2 separate regions of the Mus musculus genome follow, and region 2 is linked to region 1. The links are chromatin contacts, called in public promoter capture Hi-C maps. All regions are on one chromosome and are shown on one strand. The core of a region is the stretch at or near the end of the contact, and the rest is flanking DNA. Distances in the headings are between cores, read along the strand shown. Region 1 overlaps Rassf3 (Ras association (RalGDS/AF-6) domain family member 3). Region 2 overlaps Tbk1 (TANK-binding kinase 1).

Region 1 (4,043 bases), core at 666-3,165:
TGGAGCCTCATCCCAAAGCCTGGGGATGCTCACTAACCCAACTGTGTGGCAGCCTGTATCTCCACACAGGCATTTCATTGAACACGTCCTCAAACAATGAGCTAGCTAGTCTCCCTGTGGTATAGACAGGAAACAGGAGAGGTCTACAGAGTCCATCGGCCCTCCAAGAAGTCCCCACTAGTTACCTGAACAAGTGCTATCTTAATCCAGATCCTACATCTTTTGCACTAAATTACACAGGTCTCCAAGGCCCTGGTGTAGACAAACCATTTTCTTTGAAAATGCAAAGAGCGTGTGTACAGTCGGGTTCAAACTCGAAGCGACTGGAAAAAGAAAGTATGAAGATATGCCTGTTCCAGCCAGCCAGAGCGCACCATGCTCACGTCTGGATGGATATTCTCCAGGCTAGCAGTTGTTCACTGTGTGGCAATGGTACAAACACACCAGGAATGGTCACCGTGGAAGCCGCTGGAGGAATGCCGTGCCGAATTCAGAACGGCTCTTAGGCAAGCATCTCAGCAACAGCAGGCTCCGTTGTTGACGTCCTTTGGTCTACCACTGGGCCTCAGGCCTTGCTCACCCTCTGAGTCTGTTTGCTCACTTCCTGCTAAGTGACCAGTCTGGAGTAGGTCATCTCTGAAGAGCTCCTGACCTGAGCGCAGCGCTGTCTGCAAAGATCTGATCTGATCTGAGCGCAGCGCTGTTTGCAGAGATTATCTGATCTGATGGCTGATCTCTCTCAGGACGCGGGAGGGACGGGGTTCCATGTAAGGGATCAAGGACGTCAAAGGGCCCCCAGACCACTCGCTGCACACAAACATCATTGCATGTAGGTCCGGGGTGTCACGCGGGCGAGAATCCTAAGGAAAGGAATGGAAGGGGGCAGAGGATAGCAAAGAAAAGGACCAGGGCTTAGGCCCCCTCGGACCAGAAGCCCACTGGCACTATGAGAAAGATCAAAGGAGCCATGACCCCAGGATGACCCACACCTGAGGGCAGAGGAGGAAGGCAGATAGATCACTATCTTTACTTCTCAGAGACTAAACCGAGGCAAGACTGGAAAGCATCAAGAGGGCTGGAGCTCAGGGCCTACGGGACTGCTCCTGGGTTGAGCACTTTGCTATTCAATGATCAACCGGACAGTAAATCCTAGGAAAGCGACAGCCCGGAGCTGGGTTTTTAAAAATAATAAACTGGGGGTTGGGGCTGGGGGTGGGGTATCTACTCATGTACCCACCATACAGTGCTTGAGGAGGGTGGGGTAAGAGACCCAGGGCTCCCTGCAGCTGTCCCGTCTCAAGGAGCCTGTTCCTTGGGTAGCCTGGCAAACACAGGTGCTTCAACTGCAGATAGTGCAGACACAGAGCGCACAGACGGGGCGGGGGCGGGGTGGGGAATGACAGACTCCACATAGCGCCCGAGCTGGAGAAGGACCACAACCTTGGACAACTTGTAGACTGCTTAAGCCTTTACGAGACACTCTTGTCTGCCAGCCTGGGAGAGAACCCTCCAAATGCACGCACATTCTCGATGCGCCTCGGGTGGCAGCAGAGGGGTGGGGAAGGAAGATGGCAAAGATTGGAGGCAGGGTTAGGCAGTGGCACAGCAGACTATAAACAGGATTCTCACTGCAGGGCAGGAGGGGAAGGGCGGGGAAGGGTAGGGGCAGCCGCCTGTGAATGATGCATGGCTGTTGCCCTTGGCAGCCAGGGAGGGGCTGGTACCACACCCCAAAGCATCTGTCGGGCAGGGTACAAGTCATTTCTGTCTGAGGCCACAAGGAGAGCTCGTCTATGCAAAATTCTAACTCTAAACCCACCCCTGGCATTTCAGCCTCCGTGTCCGAGGAGTGTAATTTGGGTCAGACTCACTTCCAGGGTGGAGCCCCACTTCCAGGCTGTTTGTTTTCTCAACAGCGAACTTTCTCAGGAGAGACACACCCACCTACCTCACAGACACAGAGAGCCTGCGTCCAAGGCGCATTCTTTCTCATAGGCTTTCTAAGGATAGACGGACCCCCTACAAGTCTGAGAGGACCTGGGAGTCACTTATACTTTCCTGGCTAACTCTGAAGCTACACCAGAATTTTAAAAGCAAAACCACTGAACAACAAAGGCTCAAACAGCCGGGTTGTGGTGGCACAGGCAGAGGCAGGTGGATCTGTGAGTTCGGGGTCAGCCTGGGACTTACAAAGCAAGTTCCAGGACAGCCAGGGCTACACAGAGAAAGCTCATCTTGGAAAAACAAAAACAAAACAAAACAACAACAACAACAACAACAAAAACAAAAGAACCCAAAAGCTCAAACCATAAAGAGCAAACACAAGCAGCTTCAAAGGAGGCCCCAAGGAGATGACTATGCCCATCACTACCTCCGATTTAGCATAGTAAAGAAATCTGACTTATGGGTCCCACATACTTAGGTCTGAAACCATGGCTCTGCTCTGCCACCTTCTAAGTCACGGGACCTCTCTGAGCTCCGGCTTTCTCATCTCTGTGAAATGTGTGAAGACAATACCTACTTTATACAAACGAGAGGACACAATACCAGCCATCATTCGACAATTATTTATTAGTGCCCACTGGTGCCAAGCCAGATTTCAAGCTGTGAGAGGTGGTTGTGATCGCTGCCTTCCCACCCCTCCTGGCCGACAGCCTGGCGAAGCTTGCTTTACTCCCCTGGCCCCACCTACTCATACCGGTTGATTGTTTCACTTGGCACCACGGTCCTCTAAGATAATAAGGCAGGACTAGGGATATAGGTCATGGGTACAGCGCTGTGTGAGACACCCAAGGTCTTGGGTTCTGTGGAATGAGGGTCTCTGGACATGGCTCGGTGGGTAAGCTGTTTGCCTTGCAAGCATCAAGACCTGAGTTTGAATCCCCAGAGAAAGTTGGGCACAGCAGCACACACCTGCAATCTCCTGTAGTGAGATGGAGACAGAGACAGAGACAGGACGGTCCCTGAACACAGCAAGACAGTTAGTTCACAATTCGCAGCAGCAGCCAACAGAGACCCTGTCTCAAAATCCACAGGAGGGAGGCCTCCACCCTCCAAACATGTGTCCATTCTTAAGTGTACCACACCCACAAATATTAAAGTTTAAAAAAGGAAAAAGAAAGAGAAGCAAGCTACTGATCTTCTTCCCTGGGTGTTAGAGGAAGAAAAAACTCAAACCCAAAACCAACAACAACACAAAAACCCAGATTGTCCAAGGATAGAGGAAGGACAGAAGGACAGAACCTAAGTGGTGCACCCCCACCTTCCTCCTGGCTCTCAGGCACCGCACCGCTCTCTGAAGCCAATGGATCGGGGTCCAGTCTACAACAGCTGAAGGTAACCTGACCAGGCCAACAAGTGCTTTCTGTCCAGCCTAGACTGATATCATGAATTCCCACTTCTCATCTCACCTCTAGCTCTGAAAACAGGCTACCGCCTCCTGACGTCTCAGGTCCCAGTTGCATAGAGACAGAATGAGTTCCGGACTTACGATTACACAGAAGAAAGTATCTAGCATTGTCCACCCTAAAACAGGCCCATTTCCTGGAGCAGCGGGCCCTGGCCGCAGATGGGATTCAGGGCCAATTAAGGTGAACTGAATCCAGGCACTAACTGTGATAAATTCCGGCCAGACCTGGTTCCAGGGAGGAAGCAACACAGTGTATGATGGGACTGTGGTGGTTAATTCCAAGTGTCAGCTTGGTTGGGTTGAGAAACACATGACCGAGGCACACTGTGTGCACTGTGTGTTTGTCAGTGCTCGAAGTGGGTTAACAGAGACCCACCCCAAATGTGGGCACCAGGAGCCCACTAAGTGGAGGTCCTGGACTGAATAAAAAGGGGTTGGAGATAAGCCAGCTAAGCCCTGCTACCCCCCTACCTCAGCTTCCTGGTGAGTACCACTGACCAGGCGACTCCAGCTATGACACGTTCCTCCCCATGCCAACCGCAGTCACTTGGACTTGGCGGGAAATACGCCCTTCCACCCTTCAGTTGCTTTGGCCATGCATATCTGGTTGTAGCCACAAGAAAAGCAACTTAAC
Region 2 (4,012 bases), core at 646-3,145, 150 kb after region 1:
GGAGCTTCGGTTGAGGAAATGCCTCCATGAGATCCAACTCTAAGGCATTTTCTCAATTAGTGATCAAGGGGGAAAGGCCCCTTGTGGGTGGGACCATCTCTGGGCTGGTAGTCTTGGGTTCTATAAGAGAGCAGGCTGAGCAAACCAGGGGAGGCAAGCCAGTAAAGAACATCCCTCCATGGCCTCTGCATCGGCTCCTGCTTTCTGACCTGCTTGAGTTCCAGTCCTGACTTCCTTGGTGATGATCAGCAGTATGGAAGTGTAAGCCGAATAAACCCTTTCCTCCCCAACTTGCTTCTTGGTCATGATGTTTGTGCAGGAATAGAAACCCTGACTAAGACAGTGCCAAAGGTCACGAGTTAGGTACACCGCACTTACTGAGAAAGACTACAGGAGAGAGGCATGTCTCCACTCCAGTCAATTGGTCCGTTTTCTGCTTTCTGTACTCCAGATATTGCACCAGACGGCTTCCCAGTGATTATTTTATACCTTAGGAGGAACAACAGCAGAATAAGGTAAGGCAGGTCATTACGGCACGGCCTATTGACAGGCTGCAAGTTCCCCTCACTTGCACCTGCAATCATCGACTAAAGCCCTCTGTGACCGATGGCTGCGGCATCCATGAGTTCTGCCTGACTGAGGTGGGACAGTAGTGTGCGAATACTATCTATACGCCAGTTGGTTTTCATTTGAGAGCCCAATGTGCCTGATGTTCACAACAAAATTATTTTTCCATCAGAAAAAATGGGGCAAACATAAAAACCGTTATGCCTCTGAGTCTGTCTAGACTATAAAAGCCCCTCATCCAGCCAAGCAGACCACAAGGCTACTGCAAAATGAGCCATCAAATTATTATTTTTGTTTTAAAGAAGTGGGAGATAAAACTGTACATAGCTCAGGATCAGAAAAATCTCCACATAGACAAAAAGCACACACAGATGTAGGAAGATGCTCTACGACTATCCACACTGGTGAGTGTGGTGTAGAATGGATGGGCAGAAGCAAGGCGAGCCAGAACCTCAGGCCTCGGGGTCTCAGACTGTGTCTTTCCGTAAGAATACCTGTAGCTGCATGAATGCATTTGGCACCAGTCAGCAGTATCTGACATCAGCCAAGGCAGGGTTTCTTTCTGTCTGATCATTTTTAGTTCATCAGCTAAACAAATGCGCTCTGAGCAAACCAGAGCCGACCAGAAACCCAACTGCTGCACTCTAATTCTTCCTCCATGGAGGCAGGCGGCTGTAGCTTCTGCCTCAAGAGATGTTTTTTGAAAAAAAGAAACTGAGGTGGAAAGGAAGGTGTGCTCATCCTTGCAGGATCAAGTTACACAGGAGTAAACAGAGACACAAGCAAGGAGGATTAGCGATGGCACTGCTGGGCGGCGCGAATTCTTCACAAGTTTCATCCCTACAGGCTTCTCACGTGACCCTTAATCCATGCCGACGGATGCACACTGAGCTCACACGCTGAGCAGCGTGGCTGGGCAGGAGGGGGGTGCACCGCTCCAGGACGGTCAGACAGCCACTGATAACGACACCACACCACGAACATCTACTATCAGTCCTTGCACAGAGGTGTCTGTACAAATAAAGACATCCCACTAACGTATGCGCAGAGCGATTAGAGAGTAGTCAGGTGGCTTGTGAGTCACGTTTTCTTTCTTACAAGCCACACACGCTCTCATCCATTCTAGAGTAGCTTAAGTTGTCAGTGCTTTAAAATGCATCTATGAGAACAGAAGCGCGTGCCTGTAGGGCACAGCTTATATCTAAGGAGGAAACAAAGGGGGGCTTGGCCTTGCTAAGGAGGAGGTTTAATAAAAAGGGCACAGCTGTAAAGCAAGCTCTGGCTGACACTGCGCCATCTTAGTGCAATCAGTCCATGTTCAGACACCGTGTGTTCAGCAGCACACGTGCAAATGTTCAAGCTTTAGCAAAAGCCAATGCTCCACAGGACCTTGTTTCATCCGCTTCCTCAGATAATCTTAGAGGAGAAATGTGTTCTCCTCAGTTTTCTGAGATGACAGAAAGGCTCCGTTTTACACTTGTGATTACTTTAAATCACATGCCCCGGGGAAGCTGGGTATGTGATTTAAAATGTACGCGCACAATTCCACACTCAGGAGGCTGGGGCACAATTGCGCTGTCAGTTTCTTTTGAAATAAAATGAAGTACAGTGTGCTGGCTGGTTTTGGTCACCGTGACACAAACCTAGACATATCTAGGAGGAGGAGATCTTAGTAGAGAAAACGCCTCCCCGAAGACGACTACAGGAAAACCCGTAAGGCACTGTCTTAATTAATAACTAACAAGGGAGGGCCCAGCCCACTGGGGTGGTGTCAGCCCTAGGCAGGTGGTCCTGAATGGTTAAGAAAGCAGGCTGAGCAGGCCAGGAGGAGCAAGCCAGTAAGCAGCACTCCTCCATGGCCTCTGCATCAGCTCCTGCCCCGACTTCCCTGAACAAGCTATAGATGAAATAAGCCCTTTTCTCCCCAAGCTGCCTTTGGTCACAGCAGCAAAGACCCTAACACACAGTGTTCAGATGAATCACAATAAACTTCACTCCACAAGTCTATCTTTTCCTTGATTTTTTTGTTTACTATTCAAGACTTTGTGCACTGATCATATCTCCAACAGTACAGAGGCATATAAATGCGTACAACACTGTGGGGCTGCAGAGATGGCTCAGCAGTTAGAGCACTGCCTCATCTTACAGACTTGGGTTTAGTTCCCAGCACCACCAGGACAGTCACAAGCATCTGTGACTTCACTTTCAGGCAATCAATCTTTTGGCTTCTTCGGGCACCGGGTACACGGACACACATGCAGGAAAACATTTATACACATGAATTATACTCACAGGAAGCATAAAGTATTAGAAAAGCCAATTTTCATCAATTTCATCTCCTCACACATCTGGATAAACAAGATACACACACACATCAGAAACCCCGTCTAACGGCAGACGCAGAGGTGCTTACATTACTTCTTTGTTCCTCCGAGGCCCCTCGAAGGGTCTAAACGGCAGCGACCCCGTGGCTGCATGGTAGAATGTCACTCCAACACTCCACAGATCAACGGTAGCCCCGTACTTCTTCTGATGGTCCTTTCTTAGCACTGCCCTTTCATACATGTCCGGATGCTGAAGAGAATAGCAGGAGCTGACGACTTACTCAACAACGTTAAAGTCCTATCATGTTTTCCTAGTAATTTCACTCTTCCATTTTCAAAAGACTCATTTGGGCTGGGAAGATGGCTCAGTGGGTAAAGGTGCCAGTCAGCAAGTCTGGCGACCCCTGAGTTCAATTTCTGGGACCTACATGGTGAAAGGAGAGCAGTGACTGCCACGAGCTGTCCTGACTCTTACAGGGGCACCAGAGGACCAGCATCTCCCCAGTACATACATGTAATAAGAATGTAAGCTCATGAACTCTAGACAGACCCCACCCTCCTTTGTAGCAATGACCTAATTTGCTGCATGCCATCCAAGCATTCTCTCCTCACTGTACTGAGCCCAAACGGGCCTTTCCTGGCCAGAGGCTTCTAAAGTCTTCAGGTGCCTCTTCTTCTAATGCAGACAGGCCCACTGCACCGGGGCTGAGGCGGCTCAGTGCTTATAACCACTGGCTGCTCTCCCAAAAGACCCAGGTTGAATTCCCAGCACCCACATGGTTGTCCACAAATGTCTGAAACTTGAGTTCCAGGGGCTCATGACACTTTTACAGAGACATGCAGGCAGGTAAAACATCAATGCACATAAAATAAAAATAAACAAAACAAATCCTTTGATCTAGTATAAACTGTAAAGCAATCAAGAATTTTTACTGCTGGCTTTTTTGTAGATGTGTTTTGAGACAGTTTCACTATTTAGCCCTGGCTGATCCAGAATGATCTATGTAGATCTGGTTAGCCTTGAACTTGTACCCATTCTCTTGCTTCTGCCTCTCAAGTGCTGGGATCAAAGCCCTGAGTCACCACAACTGGGACAACCTCTGAGCCTGCCCAATAGAAAG

What was found. Capture Hi-C pulls out chosen DNA fragments and counts their contacts.
Region 2: a promoter capture Hi-C map of pancreatic islet shows a contact between it and region 1. The contact joins two enhancer-like sites. A contact is called at or near these places in 1 of 115 datasets of contacts at active chromatin or transcription factors (pancreatic cancer cells) and 3 of 9 other capture datasets (adipose tissue, liver and pancreatic islet).

What each region holds. Positions count from the first base shown.
Region 1 is chr10:121,418,541-121,422,583 of GRCm38.p6, forward strand. All of the region lies in intron 1 of Rassf3 (Ras association (RalGDS/AF-6) domain family member 3), which reads right to left. Among named protein-coding and RNA genes, the nearest start is that of Gns, 55 kb to the left of the region's middle. Within about 2 kb of position 1,916, at least 109 of the 459 cell types and tissues checked have an H3K27ac peak or open chromatin away from gene starts, as enhancers often do. A contact at or near this core is called in pancreatic islet, where this site is marked.
Region 2 is chr10:121,567,651-121,571,662 of GRCm38.p6, forward strand. Tbk1 (TANK-binding kinase 1) reads right to left here. Exons shown (of 21, transcript NM_019786.4): 6 at 2,981-3,141; 7 at 379-489. Among named protein-coding and RNA genes, the nearest start is that of Tbk1, 17 kb to the right of the region's middle. Within about 2 kb of position 1,896, at least 89 of the 459 cell types and tissues checked have an H3K27ac peak or open chromatin away from gene starts, as enhancers often do. A contact at or near this core is called in pancreatic islet, where this site is marked.